6 separate regions of the Mus musculus genome follow, and all the other regions are linked to region 4. Evidence: chromatin contacts called from public promoter capture Hi-C data. All regions are on one chromosome and are shown on one strand. Each heading gives the region's core, a stretch centred on a gene start, on an enhancer-like site or on the middle of the called end of the contact. The rest is flanking DNA. Distances are from core to core; before and after follow the strand shown. Region 1 overlaps Vcl (vinculin). Region 2 holds the start of Sec24c (Sec24 related gene family, member C (S. cerevisiae)). Region 3 overlaps Vcl (vinculin). Region 4 holds the start of Plau (plasminogen activator, urokinase). Region 5 holds the start of Adk (adenosine kinase). Region 6 holds the start of Fut11 (fucosyltransferase 11).

Region 1 (3,943 bases), core at 105-2,604, 160 kb before region 4:
GAGGATGACACTGAAATCGGGTCCTCCTGCCTCCACCTCCAGAGTTCTAGGGATTCGAGGCACCTGCTCCTTGCTGGCTAATGGGTTCTAGGAACTAAGCCCAGAGTTACACACATACTAAGCAAGCAATCTCTCAACTGGGGTATATCTCCAGCCCTACTGGAATTTTCTATCTACCCATCCATAAAAAAACCTAATAATTATATAATGAGCTCTAACTTTATTAGACTTTGAATATTTTAAAGCTCTGTTATTAGCAAAGGACAGTTCAATACAATCGGCGTGGACCTGTGCTCTGAATCACCTCCTCAGGAGTGAGCTGTTCAGCACGGGTTAAGAAAAGGAGAGGACCCTTACCTGGCTCGGAGGTCAGCCACTTGGTCAGTCATCTGCCCTAGCATTTTGCAGGTTCCTAGGATCTCCCTGCGTTCCTTGCCTGCACAAAGTTCACCAACTTTTCCAGCTTCATCTAAGATCTGCCTGATGGCCTGCTCTCCAGCATCCCCTAAAATAGTGAGATAGTCAATATCTACACCATGAACACATCAATTATCCAGAGAGATCCCATCACAAGTCATTCCGTTCATGAAGGAATACAAGACCTGACAGCCACACACTGCCCCATAGACATAAGGCGAGGCTTAACCACAGGCCCTGTGAAGGAAGATATGTTGTACCATATCTGCTTGGAGATATGCAGTGGCCATAAGTATGTGGCTGATGAAAAGTAGTCTCATAATTCAACAGGACTTAGGACCTCCAACTTCCATTAGGCTTTTCACATTTGCTCAAACAATCTGAAGTGGAATAAATATTAAATTAGAAAAGCCAAAAGCCTTGTTGGGTCTTATCTTTATATATTCAACTTTTATATATCTTACATTAAGATCACTGTACAATCTACTTAACTAAGTACTTTGCTGACATAAATGGCACCAGCTTCCAAACAGAACTAGCAAAAAAGGGTGTTTATTCAAAATAATAACCTTTCTGCTTCAGGGGATGGGCGAAGCAGTAACTTTTCAAAGACACCGGCTTAACTTGGTTTATTTATTCATGGTGAGAAATGAGAGATTTTATGCCTTCATCCTTTAAGGCCAGGGATGTTTCAATTTCTCAGAACTATGGCAGGATGCCACAGTTACCTCAGGATGGTGAGATTATGGAAGGATTCCTCCCATTCCTTCATTTGATTTGATTTTAACTGTTTATTGTTCAGAAAACAGAGTTTTTTACTGCAGAGTTACCTGGGGAGGCATTGGGGTCACGGAGCCAACCTTTGGCCTGGTTCAATTTGGAGTCTATGGACGCCAGCGCTCTCTTCATGGCTTCAGTGTCCTTTGGAAGAGAAATGCCACAGTTCTTGTGTGTTTTGTAACATGGTCTCTTAATTTTTACAGAGCAGTAGTTACAGCACTAACACACAACAGCTCAGGTAGTCCTACAACAGCCTTAAATAATCTCACCACACCACAAGTCTTGTGTCTGTCAAAATGCAACATCTTGCATGCAAATCTTCAGTTAATTCTATTCTGCCTCCTGGTGTCTTCAATGCTAAAATTGCAAAAAGCTTAAAAAACTGCTCAAGCCAAAAAAATGCCTAATGTCTCCAGCAGGAAGGAGCCCTGCTGCTCATACTTCATTATCAGCTTTCCTAATGGTCGCCATCCGGTAGGAAACTTGTGGAGCCTCAACATCAAGTGGAAGCCTTGCCAGAGCCCTCCCTGCTCTAGGCAAGCCTTATTAGTATGTGGTGCCACAAAGCACAGTCCTTTTATCTCTTATTTTAAAATGCACACGCACAAACACCAGATGGTATTTCACTATATTAAATAAATCAAAAAACTTAAAGAGTTACTCATTGGAAAAAATAAATAGTATTAATGTAACCATTTTGTTTTAGTTCTCAAAATAAACCACAAAAAGTTTTACAAGAAGGAAGCGCACTGCTGGCCTTCCCTGCTGTTCTTCACTCCTCGTCCTTAGATTTCCCCCCCCCCACCCTAACAAATGGATCTCAATGTATTGCTTATAACCAGGACTCAGGATGATAAGCATAAAACTAACACAGAATCTGCTAGGATGTCACTAGAAAACAACCAAATAAGAGAAAAAAAAATTTTTTTGAGACAGGGTCTCTTTATGTAGCTCTGGCTAGACAAAATTTGCTATGTCAACCAGGCTGGTCTGTTAACATAAAATTGTCTGATTAAAAAAGGTATGTGCCATGACTCCCAGCTTAATTTATAATACATAAAAAATAACAGTGAAACAAATATCCATGTGCCAATCTTTAGAACTGGGAGATTATACAGTCTCTCTCTCCCTCTCTTCCTCTTTCTCTTCTTCCTCCTCCTCTTCCTCCTCCTCCTTCTTCTTCTCCCCTCCCCTCCCCTCTCCTCCCCTCCTCTTCTCTCTCTCTCTCTCTCTCTCTCTCTCTCTCTCTCTCTCTCTGTCTCTCTCTCTGTCTCTGTCTCTGTCTCTACACCTCTGCCCCCATTCTCCCACCTCCAAGGGTATAACTGTGTAGCCCTAGTTCCCTGGAACTCATCACACAGACCAGGCTGGCTTTCCAGTGATCTGCTTCTGCCTCAACTTCTAGGATTAAAGGTATGTGCTACATCTGGCCCTAGTCTGGCCATCTCTACTTAACATCTTAAAAAACATTCTGTCTCCTTTTTTTGCACTAGAGAACTGACTCCCAGAGAGTCAATCCATCAAAGCATAATGTTAACTTCTAAAATTCTTCGCATGCCCTTATTCCTAAACTTTCTTATTTCCAGTCCTACCAGGGTTGTACCATCAAGCTTCCACAAGGGGGCACTGAGCACATCCCTACTTCCAAGTCAGAGTCATCACTATAACACAAAAAGAACAGGCTGAAAACTCAGCAGCAGCTGAACCCTGATGCTTCTGAAATGTCTACTCAAATGATGGACGCTGCTTTAGGACCCCCCTTTTCTTTCATCTAAAAAGATAGAGAGTGTGCTCTCATCCTAACTTTATTCTCAGCCACAGCAACAAAAAAAGTGCACTCCCGCTGGGTGGTAGGGTAGGGTGAAAAGTTACTAAGTTACATGAATTATGACAGCTACCAATGTTAGGCAACATCAGGAAAATCTAGTCCAAAGTCCACTCATAAGTACACTTAATAATATTGCTTAAATCTGTTTCTTTCTTCTACTTTGTTGCTTTGTTGTACAATAATTTATACAACAAGATTTGCTCCCAGAGCTGAATTTCAAATGAGAAAGGCCTAAATGGATAGACTCTCAGGTAACTCCTAACCTCAAAAAACTGGATAGCTTTCAGTATTTACCTACCATAACTTATAAGATTTTACAATTTGCCTACATATATATTTGTTTATAATAACATAAGCTTTTTCTTGAAAAAATATGTGCCTACCTTGGAAAAAAGAAATTGTGTCAATGTAAAATTTAAAATTCTGTTAATAAACACCTCTGTGATACTTTTAATTTTGGTGAGAAAACTAATAGACACCTACATTTCAAAATCTAAATTCCAAAGAATAGAACATATTTTCAGAAAGTCAGACAGATTTTAGCACTAATCTAGCAGTAATGGCTACTAGTTAGGAAGGTAACTTCAGTCCAGTTTCCTACAGGGTAGATGCTATCTTAGCCAGTTTCCCTTCAGTTACTTCAGTGAATCTCAAGGTGCAATGTAACTTTATCTTACAACTTAAGAAACAACGACTTGGGACCATCTGACCTTAAGCTTGCTGAATCCAACCTCTTATTTTATATCACATGAAACTCAATTTCTTTTTCTTTTCTTCCAAAGAAAGTTGGCAAATATGGCACAAACTTTCGGCACCAGTCAGCACATCTTCACCTCGTCAGTATGGGTTCCGCCTAATGCTTCTCAGAAGAGAAGCTCCAGAGCTCAGACTTACAATCTGCGCTAGCAGAAATGGCTG
Region 2 (3,759 bases), core at 799-3,298, 160 kb after region 4:
AGCTGTTGCTGAATCTGGAAGATGCATTCTTCCTAGGTGGCTTAGGTAGAACAGTCACATGTAAAAACGAGGCGAGACAAGACTATTCCCAGGGCCTTCATTTTCAAAGAGTCAGACTCATGTTCCTCAGTCACAGGACCTAAGCAGCTTTGTTAAAGCAACACAATCGAACCTGAAGACTGCTCATTCCCTTCCCTAGCTCAAAACATACCTTGAGGAGGTGCCTGCTGATAACCTGGCACTGGGCCATTGTAGGCTCCATAGGGAGTAGCAGGGGCTGCAGGTCCTGGTTGCCCACCATAACTCGACTGATGATACCCTGGGTAGATGGGCTGGTTCTGCCCATATGGTGGAACAGGTGGAGCTGACTGGTTGACATTCATTATGAGAGCATCCCCGATTTGATCTCACCTATTGAATGAAGGAAAAGAACGAAATCAGTCAAAACAAACTTTCTACGGAGGGAGCAACTATTCAGGGAAGGAAGGAAGAGATGAAAAGGGATTGACCTTATCAGGCTGTGATCAGTTGAACTATTCCCACACTACTACAGGATCTCAGAAACTTCCTGCCCCGCCAGTATGCAGTCACTTTCTTCAAAGCAAGGGTTTTGTTACTGTGAACCCCATGTTGTGTCACTGCCAAGAAGGTATAAATTTCAACTTCAGACAGACTTAATGGAACAGAACAGCAGCAGCCATTCTCCAGTGGTATGACTTTCAGTGTCCAGGCAGTCACACAGAGTCCTCTGCCTGATAACTACCATGATGTTACAGGTAAATAAAGCAATGTTTCCACTTTCCATTCATTGTATCTACCACCAAGTCATCCATTCATCCCCCAAAACAGAATAACTTCAAATGTACTAGGTTTTGTTCAAACACACACACACACACACACACACACACACACACACACACACAAAGAAAAACTGTAAAGTAGCTATTTGGGAGAAACAGTATTCTTTGTCTGACCTACAATAATCCAAATGTTACTCTGACCCCAGTCTTTCCATGAACAGAATGTATTAACCTCACAAATGAAACATTTAAGATAAAAAAAAAGTAGCAATATTCCATGGCAAAGGTCATTCATCTCATGTCTCAAGCAGAGGACTATGGGTATTCTACATCCAAGAGCATGCCTGTAATTGTTTCTGTTCTAAGGTTTGTTTGATAGGTCGCTATCAAACTATTGCAATCTTGCCCAGGAACAGAAGGATGAGTTGGAGGTCCTTTTCAGGGGTCATTCCAACAAGGGGACTGGAGATCTAAACATCCTTCTAGTTATTATACAGGCAGAAGAGGCCCAGGAAGAGTGAGACCTCCTTTCAGGTGCTGCAGTAGAACAATAGGTTTCTCTTTGCTAGGAGAGCCCAGAAGCTAAACCGCTGCCGGACTGAAAACTCTGTAAAGTCAAAGCCATTTTAGAACAGTCCTTCCAAACGCTAAACGTTGCACATGCCACCAACATCAAGCCTGGGAAACGTCCCTCTCCCTTTAATTTCCTGAAGGAGGCTGAGGGACCGAATAAGCTCAGAGTCAAACTCCAATCTTGACTCCATTCTAGGGGGATAGCCGAGGGTGACAACCGAAAGGGGCGGGGCAAGCTTCCTAGAACTCTGAAAGTACCCGAGATGCGGAGGCTTGAGCGCTCCAGAGATCGAGATCCGGAAGCCAAGCCAGCCTCTAGGGCCACGAAGAGGGCCGGTTCACTAAGCAGTAAAGACCAATCCTCTAATGCCCTTCAACATGCTGGGAGGGCGAAGCGAGCCGGAACCTGGGCCAGGAGGTGAAGGGAGGGGTCCGGGGACCTAAGACCGATCGCCGGCCACAGATGCGAGAGGTGAGGGTCTCTTTCTAGGCCCCGCCTCCAGGCTCCTCCCTTTCCTCTAAAACCGGACAGCGATCAGGCCAAAAATACCCTGGCCTCTCCTCAGCATTCCTCCCCACCACGCAACCTCGCGATGCCACTCCTCACCCGGCTCCAGATCCAGGTTCGACTTCGTTCCTAACGTCAAGGCTCCCAGGCTCAACTTCCGGTTCCGAGGGGGGGGGGGCTGGCGTGCCGTCCCCGGAAGTTCCGCCCCATGCTCTAGGGCTAGGCCACTCCTTCTGCCACGTCGGCCTTAGGCACGCTTCCGGAAACCCGGATGTTGCGCATGCGTATGTGGTGTATCCCGTCATGGACGCAGTCTGTAAAGTATTGCTGAGTTTCATGCTTTTTTTTTTTTTTTTTTTTTTCTTTCCTTTCCAGATTTTTCCACATTTTCCAGACTTTTTTTATGGCTTTACCAGCTGAGAGGGTATTGAGAAAACTAGGTCAGATTATTTTTAGTAACGCTCCCTTCGTCGTGTGTTGACTTTAAGGACAGCTAGTCTTGTATCCACTTCCTGTTAACCTTTCACCCCGTTGATTTGCGTCCCTACGGTAGAGCTCACCCTGACCTTTGAGCCACACGTGGTAGTGGTAGGGTGGGTTCTAACCCTCGACTTTGGGCCGATTAGTTCAATGTTTGGACAACTTCTGCCCCGGTTTACTTCTTTAATGAAAAGAATTCGTGTCGAACAGTGAATTGGGATGAATTTAGAGACGTTTCCTAAGATTGTTCAGTATAATGTTTATTCAATAAAGATTAGTTACCATTTTATGCCTTGCCCTTTTTTTAATAGAGGTAACTCTACCAGAATATAAAGACCTCCCTGCTCTCTGTTAAAAGAGCTACAATTCTTTCAGTAATCATAAGACTCTTCAGAGAACAATGTTAACTAATAAATGATTATTGCTCTTTTATCCTCTAATCAGTTTTTTGAGACTGGATCTCAATTTATAGGCAGACTATCCTGAAACTGGATATATAACCCATGATCACCGTGAACTCCCACTTTTTATGCTTCCAACCTCTCCGTTGCATGCATTGGAATTCTTTCTGTGCTGTTATGCTTTAAGCACTTCTTTGGGCCAACTTAGGTTCATGAATAGAGTAGGCAAACTGTTTTGTGGGGTTTTTTCCTACGTAATGGTAGTTACACAGTAATGCATGCTTAGAGAAAAATGGGCATTTAAGTTTGCATGTCAGTTACTAACCAGTCAGTTGTTTCTGTCTAGCTTGTTTTAAAATGTCTTATGTATGGGTGTTTTGCCTGAATGTGTATCTGTGCACTTTGTGACTACAGTACCTGCAGAGGCCAGAAGAGGGCACTGGATCCCCTGGAACTGGAGTTAACAAATCTTGTAAGATACATGGATGCTGGAAATCAAACCCAAGTCACCTGGAAAAGCAGCCAGTGTTCTTTGTCACCAGCCCTGTTTCTATCCACTTTTAAAATACTGTCCGTGGATCCTAGTATCAGTATCAGCTGAGACTTGTTAGAAATGTAAATTAATATCTTTCCTATTTATTTGGGATTTTTTTTTTTTTTTCAGAGACAGGTTTTCTCTGTGTAGCCCTGGCTGTCCTGGAACTCACTCTGTAGACCAGGTTGATCTTGAACTCAGAAATTCACCTGCCTCTGCCTCGCAAGTGCTGGGATTAAAGGGTACATTACCACCACCACTTTTATCCACTCTTATGACTCTCTCTCTCTCTCTCTCTCTCTCTCTCTCTCTCTCATAGGAGGTCTCACTGTATAACCCTCCTGAATTCATTGTGTGGATCCAGCCGGTCTCCAATTCACAGAGATCCTTCTGCTTCTGCCCCCAGCGAGCTGCGATTAAAAGCATATGCTACCAAAGCTGACTAGAAATGTGCTCTAATTC
Region 3 (4,222 bases), core at 1,282-3,781, 130 kb before region 4:
AAATAAACAAGAATTATTAAGACAGTGAAATATATCACAGATTACATCTGTACTTTTCTCCTTTTTGAAACACTTAGGAAAAGAATAAACTGTTATCTTCTAAAAATAGTACACAACTTTAATCCCTCATCTCAGGAGCCAGAGACAGGTGAATTTAAATTTAAAGAAGTCAGCTTGGTCTACATAGTGAAACTGTCTCTCAAAGCAAAACAAGTCATTACTGTCCGAGAGTCACACTTCTTTCTGGAGAACCTGACTATAAAATGAACATACCTTCAGAAACCATGAAATCTGCAATAAGAAAGTAACAGGGTGATCTTGGGTGAGTTGGTTTGTCAAGGATTGGTCTTTTTATCTATATAATGAGTTTATTACTGATGGTGTACACCTGCAATCTTGGGATCAGGATTTTAGGCCAGCTTTGGCTATATATGCAGCTCAAAGTTAACTTAGGCCGCATGAGACTCTGCCTCAAATGTGAGAGCTTATTTTAAATGAGCAGAATCTTTACATTGGCATTCTCAGAATTACATGGTGTCTTAGTCAGGGTTTTATTGCTGCGACAAAAACCATGACCAGTAGTAAGTTTTGGAGGAAAGGATTTATTTGGCTCACAAGTCCACATTGTTTCTCATTACTGAAGGAAATCAGGACAGGAACAGGCAAGAGTTGATGAAGAAGACATGGAGGGGTGCCTCCTTTTTGGCTTGCTCTCATGACTTGCTCAGCCTGCTTTCTTATAGAACCCAGTATCACCAGACCAGGGAGGTACTACCCACAATAGACTAGAACCTCCCCCATCAATTACTAACTAAGAAAATGCCTTACAGCCAGATCTTATGGAGGCACTTTCTCAGTTAATGTCCCTCCTTTTAGGTAACTAGTTTTTGTGTCAAGTTGACATAAGACTAGCCAGCAAACATGGTAATATTATGTATATACATGCTAGTAATGTATATGTGATCTCCCTGGGCCCTCTGAGCTCTTTTCAACCTTGTGATTACTCTGTAGACAATGGAACACAAGTGACACAAGCCTAATGTTTTATTTGCTCATTTCTAATTGAAGGGTACATAAAGTAAACAAGATTTAATCCATCAACCTATTTAGACCTTGTCTGCAAATTAATAAACTGAGTCTGCTTATTACTGAGAAGATTCAAGTTATTTTTAATTAGATATTTTCTTTATACACATTTCAAATGCTATCCTGAAAGTTCCCTATACCCTCCCCCCCGCCCTGCTCCCCTACCCACCCACTCACACTTCTTGGCCCTGGCATCCCCCTGTACTGGGGCATATAAAGTTTGCAATACCAAGGAGCCTCTCTTCCCAGTGATGGCTGACAAGGCCATCTTCTGCTATATATGCAGCTAGAGACACGAGCTCTGAGGGTACTGGTTAGTTCATATGGTTGTTCCACCTATATGGCTGCAGACCCCTTCAGCTCCTTGGGTGCTTTCTCTAGCTTCTCCATTGGGAACCCTGTGTTCCATCTTATAGATGACTGTGAGCATCCACTTCTGTATTTGCCAGGCACTTGCATAGCCTCATACAAGACAGCTATAACAGGGTCCCTTCAGCAAAATCTTGCTGGCATATGCAATAGTGTCTGGGTTTGGTGGCTGATTATTGGATAGATCCCTGGGTGGGGTCAAGTTATTTTTAAGGAAGTAAATCCAAAATGGCAGTATGCAGCCATGTTTGGTACAGCAAGTCCAAAGGGGAGCTATTTAAAATCAAGAGTGCTTGCTCTGTGTCAAAAATGCAGTCAGGCAGCATTATCTCATGAAATTTGGCCATTCAGTTGAAGAGACAAAAGTCTTCTTAAAATAGCAATGGAAAGGATCACAAAAATCTCAAGTTAAAAACCAGACAAAACAACAACAATGAAAGAATAAAACAAACCACCCTAAAACATCAGAAGCATACATTAGCCCCAGGCAAACAAATGGCATTGAATGATATGATTTTTCAAAAAATTCTAAAAATCAAAAATCCTATGCACTTTAACCAACCAGTGGGTTTAAAAATACAAATCCCAAGACAATTGTTTGCGTGCTTAAGATCAAAAGAAAACAAAAGCTATTTATAAGTACTAATAATATAAAACAAAACACTATTTACCTTAGGCCAAAAAAGACCTAAATTAGATCTAGTTATGTTTTAATACCTTTAAAATGTATTTGTTATACATAAATATAAACTGTGTTAAAATTGTACAGGTATGTGCCAAAATGATGCTGAACTAAGAGTGTTCAATAAGGATGAGGGCAAGGTGCTTCCCGGGGAAACACAGCGAATGGATGGCGCACCGAGCTCTCTTTCACACAGCACTCTCAGAACATTGTTTTATTCTGCAGGCCTAGAGAGCCCAATATGCTTCAGAAACAATCCAAGCTGGCAAATCAACCAGAGCTTTGACAGTTCCCAGCAAGCTGTTGAGAGCAGCAGCGAGGCAGAAGGTAACACGTTCCAGTCCCTGTGCAAGAGCATTTGCCAGCCTGCAGCAGAACGTGCGCACTCTGCTCCTTACAGGGACTTCATGCACAGGACCGCAAGTGATTGCCTGAGAACACTGCCGGGCACTGAGCAGCCTTAGATGGGGCCAAGAAATAAGAATGAGGCAGGTGAACCTCTGTGTGAGGTCTATATAAGTAGTTCAGGATAGCCAGGGCTACACAGTGAAACTCTGTCTCAAAAAAAAAAAAAAAATCTGTTTAAAGAATAAGATTCTACTATATACTACAAAGGTAATTTTTTGCCAAGAAAAATTCAAACAATTCATCAGAAACATGTCTCACCTGCAAGGAATCAATGTGGATCAAAGGAATCAAAGTCCATACTGACAGAAAATGAAGCTAGCCAGTTGGACACACAACTTATTCTTCATTTTAGCACTGCCACCTACTATCCACTGTGAATCTGGTTATGAACCTTGCTAAAAAACCACGTTCGTGCTGTCATCCTGTGGCTCTAAAACTACAAAGCTTCTTTCCTGCCAGCTGGAAATTCCCCAGCCAGGCTTTCAAGGACTTTCATCCCTGGGCCCAGCCTACTGCACGAGGCTCAGTTCCTGCCACCTCTGCCATCACCAGCCCTTTCCTCGTACACCTCCATGACTTACATCCACGTCTTACTGCATCCACACTAGCTTGCCTTCTCTGTTCTCCCAAGTCACACACTGAACATGACACCACCTCCTTCTACTAGTCACGCCTACTCTGACAGTTCTATTAAAGTCCATTGTATCCTGAATTTTGAAAGTTCTCAGAATATCTCCACCTTTTGTTTCTCTTTGATACATAGAAAAAGAAACCTGTAATCCATCTAGCTCAGGGAGCTCAGGCAGAAGGATCTTGAATTTGATGCCAGATGAGCTAAGTGTGAGACTTTTTCTTTTTTTCTTTGAAAAAGAAAAACAAAAGACAGTTCATATATATGACACGCCCCAGCATGCCCCCATGTGTGTGACTAGAACTACGTGCAATTCCCAGACATAAGAGCTGTAACTCCACTCATTCCTTTTCCAATAAGAACAACAACAACAACAAAAAACATAGTAAAAAGCAAAGCAGTCTACTACACTTCAGTGAAAGTGTAAGAAAACAACAGAAAGCAGAGATGAGGGACGTGTGATTGAATAGTCTTCATTTTCTTTTCTTTCCAACAACACCTACTCCGACCTCTTGGCCAGTTTCAATGGACTTATTTTAATTTTTTCTCTTAATCTTATATATGTGGGTGTTTGGTCGGCATGTCTGTGTAGTATATGCATACGCTGCCTGGTGCCTGTGGGAGCCAGAAGAGGTTCTAACGCCCTGCAGTGGAGGTATAGGTGGCTGTGTGCTACAGCGTGAGTACTGGGAACCAAATCCAGTTCCTTTAGAAGAGCAGCCATCCTCTAACCTGCTAAGCCATCTTGTCATCCTTCAATTTCTTTAAAGTATCAGTAAATATTGTAGTTTATTACTATTAATAAACTACTTATAATACCTTTCACAGGGGATTTTTCACTGTATACTGCTATGAACTGCTATTCTATGTAGCAATGAGCATGCTAGACAAATAGAGTGCAATAAATAATTAGCCAATGAGTATGTCTAGGCTATTAATCAATCAATTATATATAAATATTAATTAGTGCTCAGCTGACTGATGATGATTGATGAAAATTAAAAATATAAACATGGGATGAAAGAGCCGCAATGCCTGCTGACAGT
Region 4 (3,817 bases), core at 631-3,130:
ATTTCCATGATAGCAGGTTTTTGATGCATCTAGAAATGATTTGAGGAGTGCAGAGTATTAGAAAAGGGAGGCGGTTTGGACAGGCATTTCAGAGGTGACACGGTTTCAGACCTGTCAGGTGATATGAGGGAGATTCACCCTTTTTTTTCACACTTGTATAGCCACTACTTCATGAGTGTGTGTGTGTGTGTGTGTGTGTGTGTGTGTGTGTGTGTGTGACTCCCAACTTCTGCTGCCTGTTTTGTTTGTTTGTTTGCTTATTTTATGTGTATGAGTGTTTTTCCTCCATGTATATCTGTACACCATGTATGTCACTTGGGCTGGAAGAGGTCAGAAGAGGGCATCAGATTCTCTGGGACTGGGGGTACAGATGGCTGTAACCCACCTCTATGGGTGCTGAAACTCAAACTATAGGATGTCTAGAAGAGCAGCCAGTGTTCTTAATCACTAAGCTGTCTCTCTAGCTGCGCCTCGCCCGCCTTTTGAGACAAGGACTTACTATGGAGGCCAGGCTTCAGTCTCCTCCTAAGTGCTGGGGTAACAGACCCACACCTCCAAGGCCAGCTTCTGCCTGCTTCTGCATCCCACCCATCTGTCCCTGTTCTAAGATCTCTGGTCCTCCCCCACTCCCACATTCCAAGTCCAAATCCCCATACCTATCTCACAGTGCTCCCCCTGGAATTTCCTTGGGCAGCTGCATCGGCGAATTCTGGAGAAGTACTTGTAGGACACGCATACACCTCCGTTCTGACAGCCACAGTTTGCTAGCAAATGCAAAGGAGGGGTAAGCAAGGATCAAGTGGGGAGCCAGCCTTTCAGCAGGGACAGGGAGGGTATGTCTCCTAAGGTTTTTCAAGGGTCTCTGTGCAGCCAACTATTGTGCAAGGAAGCAGATACTCACATTCATCAGGAGCTCCAAGTACACTGCCACCCTGCAAGAGATGAAGGTGACATGCTCTAGGGAATTCATGTTCAGGATAAACAGGTCCCCACCTCAAAATCCCTTCCAGTGATATTCATTCACTCATAATATTCTCTCTCTCTCTCTCTCTCTCTCTCTCTCTCTCTCTCTCTCTCTCTCTTTCTCCCACCCCACCCCTGTCTGTCTCTCCCCTTTCTGTTTATTACTAGCCAGCACCCAGACATGGACTGACTCAAGCAAACTTCACACAAACCAGGTGCCCTTGGGCTAAGGCACTCCCCGTGGCTTCTTCCTCCCTTGCCAGATAGTGCAAACCTCTTTGGGTGCACAAGCCCTCCGCTGATACATTGTCCTATTTCCTGGGAAAGCCTGGACCTGCCTTTGATGCCTAAGTTCCCCGTGCAGCCCCCATTTTTCCCCTGATGCTGCTTAAGGGATCCTGCAAGCCCCTTCCTGATGGTGCTAAAGCAGCGAGACCACTCACTTCAGAGTTTTTCACCACCAAGGCGCAGAGGAACAGGCTCGCCAGCCAGACTTTCATGGTAGTGCCGCTGGGCTCTAGACAGCAGTTCTGCAAAGGAAGGAGAAGTCAGGACAAGAAGCGGAGCAGCTTGAAGGTGGCAGAGTTACTACAGACCAAGGGAAGCCACTCCAGGTGTCCTGCGGGGCAAGCCATCAGTGACCAACCTCCCCAAGCCGGGCAGTCTCTCCCCTCTGCGGGCTCTGAATCCGCACAACACCATGGAACCTCTCTGTAGAGGGGCGCGAAGGGCTGGAGTGGTGACCTTGCCCACAGTTCCGCCAGCCAAGGTAGTGGGAAGGGAGGCATGCGGGAGCCCTGGCTGCCTCATCCCGCTAGGCTTGCTTCAGACCAACAGCACTCACCGGTGACTGCAGCGGAAGGGCGCTGGCAGACACGCAAGGACTGGATGGATGACAGACAGAGCTCTGGGGCTACAGGCTCTGCTCGGCGCTGCTCGCCCTTTATTAGGGCCCGCCAGAGCCCTGGCCCCGCCCAGGTTTGCTGGAGGGCGGCTCTCTCTCTCTCTCTCTCTCTCTCTCTCTCTCTCTCTCTCTCTCTCTCTCTCTCTCTCTCTCTCTCTCTCTCCTTTTCCTTTTCCTGCATCCCACCGCAACTGGACCGCGCTTGCTTCCCAACTTTGACGAAGTCACGGAATTTCCAGCTGAGCAAACTTAACGCAGTCTGTCTGGATCGAGCGATGATCCGGCGGCTTGAACATTCTTCCTTTCTTTCATTCACCTAGTGCGGCCCCAGTGTAGCGTGGTGAGGGCGCTCCAGCCATTGGCTCGCTGATCTCAAGCCTCTTCCTTAGTGGTTTAATCAGTTCTTCTCCAACCTGTCCCCCTACCTGCCTACGACACTGATTCAGATGTCTGATAGAGGGGTATAAGTCGCAGTTCCTTTACAACAAAAAATACCTACTAACAAAGGCTCCCACATGTCAAATGCTGAGTTCTCCAAATGCCACTAATGCAAGCAGTGAATCAGAAGACAAGAGTGAAGTTTGTCGTCAGGGAGTGTAATACTGTCATCAGAAGGTGAAAGGCAAGGTCAGATTTTATTCAGATTTGCTGTTTGGTTTAAGGTCAATCTTTGAAAGACAATTTTAAAATTTATGGCAAGGGCCAGACTTAATGGTGCACGTCTTTTATCTAAACACTAGGGAGGAAGAGGCAGGTGGATCTCTGCGAGTTCAAGCCCAGACTAATTTACATAGTGAAATCCTCAAAAATAATTATGATTTTTAAAAAAGCAGTAATGGTTACTATGTTAGGATTGTGGGAGCAAAGTCTTGGCACAGCAGCTGCTATGGAAGTGTCAATGGGTCTTTTGAAAAATGCCTATAATGAACAATCCATTTATTTGTCTGGAAAAGAATACAACCAATACAGAGGATCATAGATCAGGACTGAGTGCATACCTCACTGGTATTGTGGTTGCACACAGACACAAATAAGCAATCAAGGGGGGGTGTCTTTTTTTTAAAGATTTATTTATTTTATGTATGCGAGTGCACAGTCCTCTCTTCAGACACACCAGAAAAGAGTACCAGATCCCATTGTAGGTGGTCATGAGCCACCATGTGGCTGCTGGGAATTGAACTCAGGACCTCTGGAAGAGCAGTCAGTGATGTGAACAGTAACATGAACAGTACATTGTAACAGGATAGAAAAAAAAAGCAAGGAATACTCAAACCTCGTTAGTGTGGGCTATCAACATGCAACAACAGTGGGGGTGTCTGCTCTTCCCTTGTAGTAGAGAGGCTGTGGGTCTGAAGGAAAAGATAAAAGGAATGTTTATTTTTCACTGAATACTATTTCACACTGTTTTAAAAACTTTAAACACGTCCTCGTATCAGCCATTCTAAAAAAATAATTACACATTTTATTTTTGGGTGTGAGCCTAGCCATCTCTTCTGTTGCCAATTCCACACTGTAAATGCACTTGTGTTCAGCATTTTACATCATCACGTTAAGACGAAAACAATTATTTATCTAATAATTTATCTAATAAAATAGGCTTATATAAAGACAGGTCATGTATAAATGAGCCCTGAACATCTTGAAGACAAAGCACCCTCCCTCATGCACACACTTGCACACATGCACACATGCACACATGCACACACCCCTCAGGCAAAGTAGGGAGTGCTCAGAAAAGATTCCAAGGGTCAGTCACTGCAACATGTGCCTCAGAGCCAAGGACCAGTGGTCATTTTGATGCTCCTTCCACAGAAGAGGTGCCTGAGCCCGCACCATTCATTAGTGCCCCAGCTTTGCTTTATTTCCATAAGCCTGAGCCTACAACATTTTACTGTCAACCTGGACCTTGGAAAAGAATGCCAGGAGGTAGGAAGGAGGAGGCTGCTTGAC
Region 5 (4,075 bases), core at 1,380-3,879, 220 kb before region 4:
ACACACTTCCTCCAATAAAGCCACACCTACTCCAACAAGGCCATACCTCCTAACAGCACTACTTATTATGGGCCTAGCATTCAAACAGGTAAGTCCATGAGGACCATTCCTATTGAAAGCACCACATGGGTCCTGGATCTGGATTAACACAGGTCATTAGGCTTGGCAGCAAGCACTTTTCCTCTCTGAGCCATCTCACCAGCATCTTTAAACTTTACTCCACTCCCCTACTCCACCAAAATTATCACCAAGTTTTGCTAAATGTTTCGTCTAAGATAAAATTCCCCAAGTTAAAAATCACTTCCTAGGCTGGAAGGATGGCTCAATGGTTAAGAGCAAACTGCTCTTTCAGAAGAGCTGATTGGGCTCCCAGCACCCACGTCAGATGGCTCATAACTGATTCTCTTCAACTCTAGATCCAGGGCATACAAAGCCCTCTTCTGGCATACATGTGACACACATTCACACAAACACACACACATACACATAAATAAAAATAAGAACTATTTTCCTAAAGATAACTGACAACTCACAAATTCCTAAATTCTTTTCCTAATATCTATAAATGCTTTTTACTAATTTATATGTTCTCCACTGACGAATTCTATACATTAAACTGTGCCTACAATTTATGCTGTTTTCTCTCACAGTTAAACAAAATTGGTAGAAATCTCTTAACTGCCAGGAAAATCATAGAGCAATTCAGCCGAAATGCATTATCATTCAGCAATCCTAACTAACAAAGGGAGGAACAGTCTACTCAAAGGTCTCTGCATAAAATTAAAGAATCCATACAGTCAAAATCTTTTAACTTCACCTGTGCAGAAAGCAATAGGTTAGCATTATGGAAAGTGAATTTTATTCCTCTAAATTATCTACAATTTTAAATAGACAGATATGTATATGGCTCTTCATTTTTGGTAAAATTGAGATAATTATAGAAATGGTCTTATCAGGTTGGTTTGGATTTGAGTTAAAATACGTAGAATGCAGAAACAGCACCTGGCATATACATATCTAAGTATTAATCATTACCATGGATCATTTTTAAAAATGCATACTCGAATAGAAGCATGTCTTGGATGTTGTGTAAACACACTAGAACCAAATAATAAACTTGAATCCTGATGCCCAGGGTTCGAATTTTCCTTTCTTAAATGTTTTCTTTGAGCTTCAATATCCTCACCTGTAAAATAAGGTTAATCCCTGCATTTCTTTCATGGAGGCTTCTTTATACCGTTACTTCAGATGGTAAGCACTGTTAAAATGGATCATCATAATATATAAAGTATCATTTTTATTAAAAGAAAATCTAAGGAGACAGTATGCGTTTATTCAGTGGGCGGGGCCAGAGGACAACAGAAGAACAGAATAGGTTCACTCCGTCCACCACGTGTGTCCTGGAGTCTGACTGAACTCAGGTCATCCGACTTGGCAGCAAATGCCCTTATCTGCTGAGCCATCTCACTGACCCAGATAATCTAAAATTTAAAATAAAACATCCTCAGTTTTTTGGTTGTTTTTTTTTTAATGTTTTACGTTTGTGGTATTAGACATGCACAATAACCTTCTAAGAATAATAGGCACTAAATAAACCCACTAAAAGGGACCTGCTCAGACCCATTCCACCAAGAACATGATTTGGGACCCCCCAACTTTCCTTTTCAGTTGTGAATCAATTCTCCTTTTGAACATGGAAAAAATATGTTGAAATAAATGGAATTTGCCTTGTATAATCAGTAACAGGCCCACGGTTTTAAATCAGTTTGATGCGTCTATTTTTAGGTAGCAAAATCACTGCCTTCCAATGAGCACTTCAAAGTCATCAGACACTGAGCGCGCTGGACTTTATACTTATTAGGAAGAAATTTTTTTTAAAAAAACGAACGGCTTTTTGTAAATGAAAGTTGCAACATCAATTGTGCGTCAGGTGTTGGGAGAGAGAGCTCTCCGCTCCTGCCAAATATGCAAAGGGGAAAAAAAGAAAAACAAACAAAAACTTTCCTAACCTAAGCCTGAGGTTGCTTGGGGGTCCCATGAAGGGGGTCTCCAAAGATGATTTCAGAAAGCTGACGGAAAACTCAAAACGCTCTTCTGCAACGCCTTCTGAAGAATTCCAAGAATGTTATCTTTTACCAGGGTCCAGGAGGCGCCGGGCGCCTTCCCGCTAAATACCCTAGGAAAGGATGCAGCTCCAGATAGGTCCTTTGGGGTCGCGCTAGCGCGGCCCGCGAAGACAAGCACGTGGCGCCAGAGGAAGGCTCGGCCCCCGGGCCAGCAGCTCTGATTGGTCAGTGGCTGCCAGGGCCGAGAATGCACCTGAGCAGAGTCCAGAACAAGAGGGCACTGAGGGGAACAGCAGCTACGCGGGCAACTCCCCGAGCTGCAGGTCCAGCGCGTTGGCCCCACGAACGCAGCCACCAACCAGCTGCGCCAGCCCACGTGGGCCTTGGCTCACTGCGAGTGCCATCTCCCTCCTCCCCCACGTAGGGCAGCTCTCACCTCAGCGCTTGTGGCGCTTCCACCTTGAGCTTTTTGGGCTTGGGCTCGTCCGCAGCTGCCATCTTCACACTCTCACCGTAGTTTGGCTCTGCCGCGCGTCCCGCCCCTCAGTCCGGTGGCCCCGCCCCTCAGCTCGTCACCGCCCCCTTTCCACTAAGCCCCGCCTCTCCAAGCTCCGCCCAATCCGTGACTCTAGTCCATAACCATTGGCTCTACGCGCTTCCCTACAGGACCTCGATTACTACGGTAAGGGACCCCAAACGGAGTTAGGCTGCGGGTGAGCGCCTGCGCTCAGGGAGTGCCAACCTCCCCGTTCCTTCAGCCCCTGAGTAATGTGGAAGAGTCAGATCTTCAACCTCTGTAGACACCGAGCCTCTCACTGAACGCCGTTCCGCTCGTTGTGTCTATCTAGTCCAGCCGACCTCCTTGGTGCCTCTGCGGCTGCTAGTCAGGCAATCTGCTGGGCACTCCGAGCGCGGGGTCCTCGCGGCATTCTCTGCTGCTTCAGCTGCGGTGCAGAGAGGACCCGGCACCGAATCACTGAGTCGCCCAGGTGTCGGGGTGAGTGTGAGGGCGGGGAGTCTCCGGGCTGGAGACCTCTCCAAAGCCGGGGAGTAGACCGCATAGCTCCGGCTCGGGACTCTAGCCTGGGCTCCAGGAGCGTCCCCGCTGCTGTGCACCGGGGCCGCGCCTGCCCGGCACGTCCGGGCTTTCTAGCCAGCTGGGCCGGAAGGGAGCGGTGCACCTGCCACGTAGGGTTCTCGGACCCTGGACCCCAGGCACGGGAAATGTCATCTATAGTGAGGTGCAGTACCGACGACTTGAATTTGTAGGACCCCAGGTTTGGCCTTGGAGGGCAAGTCCCCTGAAGAAGCTAAGAACGCTCTCTTTATAGGGTGGCGCCTGCGTGAGCTGGCCTGGGATGGGGAAACAGTGAGTAGGGTGTTGCAGCTTCTCAGGAGACAGGTGACAGGGCTGTAAACTAAGAAGGTGGCCTGGAGAATGGAAACATAATGAGGGGTGGGCTGATTGGATGCAGTGGATTTGTTTGATATTGAAGCTTTAACTTCCTAGTTGAGAAGTTGAGTCACTGTAAAAATCCGGCGTTCTCGCGGGGAAAGAATTTTTTTTTTTTTTTTTTGGTGGCATTTGGGATTTTGACTTGAAAACACATTACACAGAAGAAAAGGAATTTTCTGCAGGCAAATATATAAATCCTTCCTCTGTATTGAAAGAAGAAAACGTGCCCCCCTTTTGAGAGAGTCCCACTGCTATTATCGTCTGTTTCTCAGTGTCTTCCTGGTTTTTAAACATTTTTTTTTTACATTTATTTGTTTGTTGTATGTGTGTTGCATGCCACAATATACATGTAGAATTCAGAGACCAACTTCTGGGCCACAATTCTCTCCTTCCACCATGAGGGTCTTAGTGCTCAAACTCAGGTCCTTAGGCTTGCTAGCAGACACCTTTTTTGATGAGCCATCTCAGTCTCCTTATCTTTGTTTTACCTACTTGCTGCTTTTAGCTAAGAACCACACTGCTATGCCGTTGCCAACATCCTACTGAGTTATCA
Region 6 (4,180 bases), core at 756-3,255, 140 kb after region 4:
AAGGAGGGTTGGGGTCCAGCTCAATGCTAGAGGGCTTGCTTAGCATACTCAAAGCTCTGACCATCACACAAAAAAGATGCAAATGCTTCTCATGGGTATGGTGGCTCTCTCTGATCACCACAAGTTTGAGGTCAGCCTAGGCTACAGAGTGAGACTCTAGTTTGTCTGATTAGTTGATTACTGCAGATGGGGAAAATCCTTTCAAAATGCTCTTATTGGGCTGAGTGTGTGACTAGGTAGAAAAATATCCTCCTGGTATGCAGAAAGCCCTGGGTTTAATCACAGCACAACCAAAACTCATCTTTTGTTGTCCGGCTCCCCATCAAAGGTACTCAGCTCAGGTGCTGATCCTCACGTTGGCTTACAGGCTATTTATAGCCTGGCTCCACTTTATGTGCTCAAGTTTTCTAAACTTCCCCACACCTCTGGAATAACAGGTGTATCCACCACACCCAGCCCCCCAACTGCTACTGACAACTTAAAGCAAAGTGAGCCCAATGCGCTAAGAAAGCAAGCAGTTTGATTTGGCAGCTGCGGGACAACCCAGCAACCCCTTTACCTGTCATTCTCGGGAATCTCTTCGACTTTCCCAAAGCCAGGGGTAGGCACTGGACAGTTCATGTGCGACGACTGGGCAATGCGAGGCTCGGGGACAGGAATGTCCCCATGAGAGGATGCATGTGCTTTCTCGGCATTCAGCCGAGCCAGTTCATGGTCACAGACGAAACACTCAAAGCCATTGAGGTAATTAGGCAACATGGGATCGTTGACTCCCCACTCCCTGTGCTCCAGGTTATCCAGAAGAAACTGGTTGGTGATGCCTCCAGGCTGCTTGTATGCCAGGTATTTCATATACTCGTCATCATTTTTGTCCAGAAAGTCAATAAACTCTGCCAACTTTTGAGGGGACTCAAAGTCATCAATTAGGATGACAGAGTGATTATTGGGCATCCAGTCCCTCACAGAGGGTGATCCACGATACACGGGCACAGCACCCAGATGCATGGGGCGCCACAGTTTTTCTGTCATGTAATCATTGCAGATGGCATTCTCCAGAGCTAAGTGGAACTTATACCGGGACAAAAAGGCCATGAGTTCTGGATCCTCGGTGGTGGCCGTGGCTGTGTCCTGTAATCGCACGGTGGGCGGCTCGCGGTTCTGCAGGCACTTGCCATAGGAATCCACCTAAGCGAGTCAGAGCACGGCGGTCAGCAGGGTGGGGCGTTCGCCCGGCCCACCCCCGCCCCGCCCCGCCCCGCCGCTCTCTCACCCACCGGGATGTAGCGCATGAGCTCGCGTACGTATCGGTCCCGGTCGGAAGGCACATCGCAATGGGACTGCAAATAGAGCAACGGCGCGTATCCGCGGCGACGCCACTCGGCGCGCTCCCGGGGCGGAGGCGCGGGCCGGCGCAAATAGGCGGCCCCGGGCAGCCACTGCAGCGGCAGCGGATAATCCGAGTGGCGGCTGAAAGTGGCGGTGAGATTGAAGAGACGGATGCCCGGGCCGTGGCTCAGTAGGAAGTTATTGAGCGGCGACTCCTCGTGCAGGAGCGCCCAGCTCTGGTGCGCCAGGCGCGGCAGGGGCGCATCAGCCGCGCGGAAGTCCGTGCCGTAAAAGAGCAACGCGCGCGTCCGCGGGTCGGCGCGCGCCCGTCGATCCCGGGACGCCACGCACGCGCCGTGCGCACACTGTATGCGCTCCGAGTCACCTGGGAAGTGCGGAAACAGACCTGGGCTCCACCACAGCAACACTGGTAGGTCCACCGCCTCTCTGTTCCCTGGAGGCGGGGACCCGGGCCCGCGCGCTATCCCCACGGCGCCTAGGGCGGCGGGAGGCCGGAAAACCGCGCCATCCCACGGCTCCTCCCTCTCTGCCTCCCCGGAAGCCTCGGACCCGGAGCTGCTGGCCGAACAGACACTGAGCACCCCCAGGGCGGCCAGCACCGCCTCGGTACAGCGAGCAGCCATGTCCACACCGGACCCCCTCGGACAGCACGAAACCCCGCCCTGCGGCGGGTGGGGAGTGGACTAGGTCCTACGCCATAGGGGCACGCGGCGCATGCGTAACTCCTCTCAGCTGCAGGCAGGGTGGGGAAAAGTCGCGAGTAATGAGAGGGATACTGGTTACATCTTATTTTATTTCTTTACAAATTAAAGATGCATTGAAAAATAAACCAATGAAAAGAAATGAAAGGTCCATAGCAGGGGCATCCTGGGCTGGGAGCAGGCAGGCCTGACCACGGTCATTCCTAGCCCTTGTCCTGCCCAGCCAACTGGAGTTGGAAGATAACTTGTCAGCCACTCAGTCAATACCAAAGCCCAGTAACGTCCTGGCACCGGAAGACAGGGCTCCAGCCATATCTGCCTCTCCCCAACAACGTTTCTGGTGGAAGCTGAGTGGGATGTGGGCTGGCTCTGTGAGGTATTGCAAGTTGACCATCAGGCGCTCTACAGAACCATCCAGGATTGGGGCTTCTCCATCTGGAAAGGAGGCTGCTACTTCCCCAAGGTGTTAATATGTTTTGCAATTCTTACCCCAGGCTCATTCATCCACGAAGTGCTCACCAATCATTGCAGGGGAGAGAGAGCACGCGCAGTGGAAGTAGAGAGATTAGTCATCCATCCTCGGTAACTATGACTTTGCTACTGACCATCAGGCACCCAAAGGACCAACTATTTTACTCTCCACCACCTACGGCCTGTACCCCAGCTCTTGTGCACCTGTATATTTTGTCCCTAATATAGGAAGTTGTTGATGACACGGAGCTGAATTTGCCACCTCCTGTAATAACCCTGGGATTCCCACTTCTTCCTGCCTGCCCTTCCTCTTGGAGGCTCATCCAAAGGGACACACTGTTGCCAGGGCCCAGCTGCCTCCAAACCCCCAACACCGAATCATATACAGTGAACTGAGAAACTACATTCATTACAAGAGGATTAGCAGGAGAAAGGGTAGAGTAAGGGGCCTGAGGCACCTTCGATCAGCAGGACATGACAGAGTGGTAGTGTATTTGAGCCCAGAAAGACGGTGTCTCCTTATATCTCGCCCTCCCCCCAAAAGAAGTCAACTGAGGTCAGCTTACATGACTTATACGATATGGAACTGTCCCAATTTCTCTGTCATCCTGGGGTTCTTCCTGGAAGCTGGCCTGGGACCCTATGCCATTTACCCACTTGCTTTAGCTCAGTAGCTGCCGGATCTCCTTGTGCATATGACAGAGAAAGTCCACATAGGATGCACCTCCACTTAGGCTCTTGTCTTCCACCAGGAAGTGCTTGAACAGCATCTCCAGCTTGTCTTCCTGCTTGACCACGATAAGCTACAGGCAGAAGGCAGATGGTAAGGAAGGGCAAATGGTAAGGAAGAACGCATACACGCGTATGCTCCCTCCCCAGCTTCCTTCCTGATGACCTGACAAGAAATCCAGGACTCAGAGCAGGGCTACTGCGCTGAGCATAAGAGTACTTGTCTGGAGCTGGAGAGATGATGGCTCAGTGGGTAAGAGCACTGACTGCTCTTCCGAAGGTCCTGAGTTCAAATCCTAGCAACCACATGGTGGCTCACCACCATCCTTAATGAGAGCTGATGCCCTCTTCTGGTGTGTCTGAAGACAGCTACAGTGTACTTACATATAATTAATAAATAAATCTTTTTAAAAAAAAAAAAGAGTACTTGTCTGGCACAGAAGGTTCAATATCCAGCCCCACCACTGTGAAACATAGAACATCTGTGTTACCTTCATGTACCGCATTCTCTGTGCCCGTAAGCTATCGATGAGACCTCGAACTTTCTTAGACAGTGGATTATCCAGAACTGGCAGAACACTCTGGAACAAAAATGTATTCATTACTATGATAAAGTACTTTTAAGTCCATCCAAAGGGAACAACACAGATTTAGCTATCATCTGAAATAAGAAAACCAGAAAAACAGTGATAGCCGCTTCCCTCACCTAAGTGTTCTCTGATACATAATAAAGGGACCAGCATGACACTGACCCACTGTCAAATCACCAGAGTATTTCCCATACCCATCTCATCCTTGACACCCTGTTCTCACCAAGCCGCTGGTGATCTGACTGAAGGAGGACACGTTGAAAAGGCTCTGGACAACACCTTGTTGGACGCTTGCTCCCACCCAGACAAAGAGGTTGAGCCCATTTTCCAGCAAATATATAT

What was found. Promoter capture Hi-C pulls out the DNA fragments that hold promoters and counts their contacts. Capture Hi-C pulls out chosen DNA fragments and counts their contacts.
Region 1: a promoter capture Hi-C map of liver shows a contact between it and region 4. The contact joins the enhancer-like site here to the promoter of Plau in region 4. A contact is called at or near these places in 12 of 39 promoter capture datasets (the C10 cell line, the HPC-7 cell line, cranial neural crest and 7 more), 1 of 15 datasets of contacts at CTCF or cohesin (the NIH/3T3 cell line), 1 of 484 Hi-C or Micro-C datasets (muscle stem cells), 7 of 115 datasets of contacts at active chromatin or transcription factors (bone marrow-derived macrophages, embryonic hindbrain, embryonic stem cells and 1 more) and 5 of 9 other capture datasets (adipose tissue, embryonic stem cells, liver and 2 more).
Region 2: a promoter capture Hi-C map of macrophages shows a contact between it and region 4, with 5 read pairs. The contact joins the promoter of Sec24c here to the promoter of Plau in region 4. A contact is called at or near these places in 3 of 39 promoter capture datasets (the C10 cell line, hippocampal neurons and macrophages), 5 of 115 datasets of contacts at active chromatin or transcription factors (bone marrow-derived macrophages, embryonic stem cells, memory CD8 T cells and 1 more) and 3 of 9 other capture datasets (adipose tissue, liver and pancreatic islet).
Region 3: a promoter capture Hi-C map of hippocampal neurons shows a contact between it and region 4, with 1.8 times the contacts expected there. The contact joins the enhancer-like site here to the promoter of Plau in region 4. A contact is called at or near these places in 10 of 39 promoter capture datasets (the C10 cell line, cranial neural crest, embryonic stem cells and 4 more), 3 of 115 datasets of contacts at active chromatin or transcription factors (bone marrow-derived macrophages, embryonic stem cells and pancreatic cancer cells) and 2 of 9 other capture datasets (adipose tissue and embryonic stem cells).
Region 5: a promoter capture Hi-C map of liver shows a contact between it and region 4. The contact joins the promoter of Adk here to the promoter of Plau in region 4. A contact is called at or near these places in 7 of 39 promoter capture datasets (the C10 cell line, cranial neural crest, hematopoietic stem and progenitor cells and 4 more), 1 of 484 Hi-C or Micro-C datasets (nephron progenitors), 3 of 115 datasets of contacts at active chromatin or transcription factors (the 230-238 cell line, embryonic stem cells and memory CD8 T cells) and 4 of 9 other capture datasets (adipose tissue, embryonic stem cells, liver and 1 more).
Region 6: a contact with region 4 is called in a promoter capture Hi-C map of macrophages, with 5 read pairs. The contact joins the promoter of Fut11 here to the promoter of Plau in region 4. A contact is called at or near these places in 11 of 39 promoter capture datasets (3T3-L1-derived adipocytes, the C10 cell line, the HPC-7 cell line and 7 more), 8 of 115 datasets of contacts at active chromatin or transcription factors (the SCID.adh cell line, bone marrow-derived macrophages, effector CD8 T cells and 3 more) and 3 of 9 other capture datasets (adipose tissue, liver and pancreatic islet).

What each region holds. Positions count from the first base shown.
Region 1 is chr14:20,992,407-20,996,349 of GRCm38.p6, reverse strand. Vcl (vinculin) reads right to left here. Exons shown (of 21, transcript NM_009502.5): 7 at 1,248-1,338; 8 at 358-505. Among named protein-coding and RNA genes, the nearest start is that of Ap3m1, 58 kb to the left of the region's middle. Within about 2 kb of position 1,354, at least 28 of the 459 cell types and tissues checked have an H3K27ac peak or open chromatin away from gene starts, as enhancers often do. A contact at or near this core is called in adipose tissue, bone marrow-derived macrophages, liver and 1 more, where this site is marked.
Region 2 is chr14:20,672,610-20,676,368 of GRCm38.p6, reverse strand. It overlaps Sec24c (Sec24 related gene family, member C (S. cerevisiae)), which reads right to left and starts at 2,048. Exons shown (of 23, transcript NM_172596.2): 1 at 1,981-2,048; 2 at 212-411. The coding sequence starts at 383.
Region 3 is chr14:20,969,395-20,973,616 of GRCm38.p6, reverse strand. All of the region lies in intron 2 of Vcl (vinculin), which reads right to left. Among named protein-coding and RNA genes, the nearest start is that of Vcl, 42 kb to the right of the region's middle. Within about 2 kb of position 2,531, at least 47 of the 459 cell types and tissues checked have an H3K27ac peak or open chromatin away from gene starts, as enhancers often do. A contact at or near this core is called in hippocampal neurons, where this site is marked.
Region 4 is chr14:20,834,725-20,838,541 of GRCm38.p6, reverse strand. It overlaps Plau (plasminogen activator, urokinase), which reads right to left and starts at 1,880. Exons shown (of 11, transcript NM_008873.3): 1 at 1,808-1,880; 2 at 1,407-1,493; 3 at 902-932; 4 at 657-764; 5 at 1-29. The coding sequence starts at 1,463.
Region 5 is chr14:21,051,128-21,055,202 of GRCm38.p6, reverse strand. Adk (adenosine kinase) reads right to left here and starts at 2,629. Exons shown (of 11, transcript NM_134079.4): 1 at 2,503-2,629. The coding sequence starts at 2,564. It overlaps Ap3m1 (adaptor-related protein complex 3, mu 1 subunit), which reads left to right and starts at 2,761. Exons shown (of 9, transcript NM_018829.4): 1 at 2,761-3,063.
Region 6 is chr14:20,692,793-20,696,972 of GRCm38.p6, reverse strand. Fut11 (fucosyltransferase 11) reads right to left here and starts at 2,005. Exons shown (of 3, transcript NM_028428.2): 1 at 1,275-2,005; 2 at 560-1,185. The coding sequence starts at 1,970. Sec24c (Sec24 related gene family, member C (S. cerevisiae)) reads right to left here. Exons shown (of 23, transcript NM_172596.2): 21 at 4,062-4,180; 22 at 3,740-3,829; 23 at 2,123-3,322. The coding sequence ends at 3,182.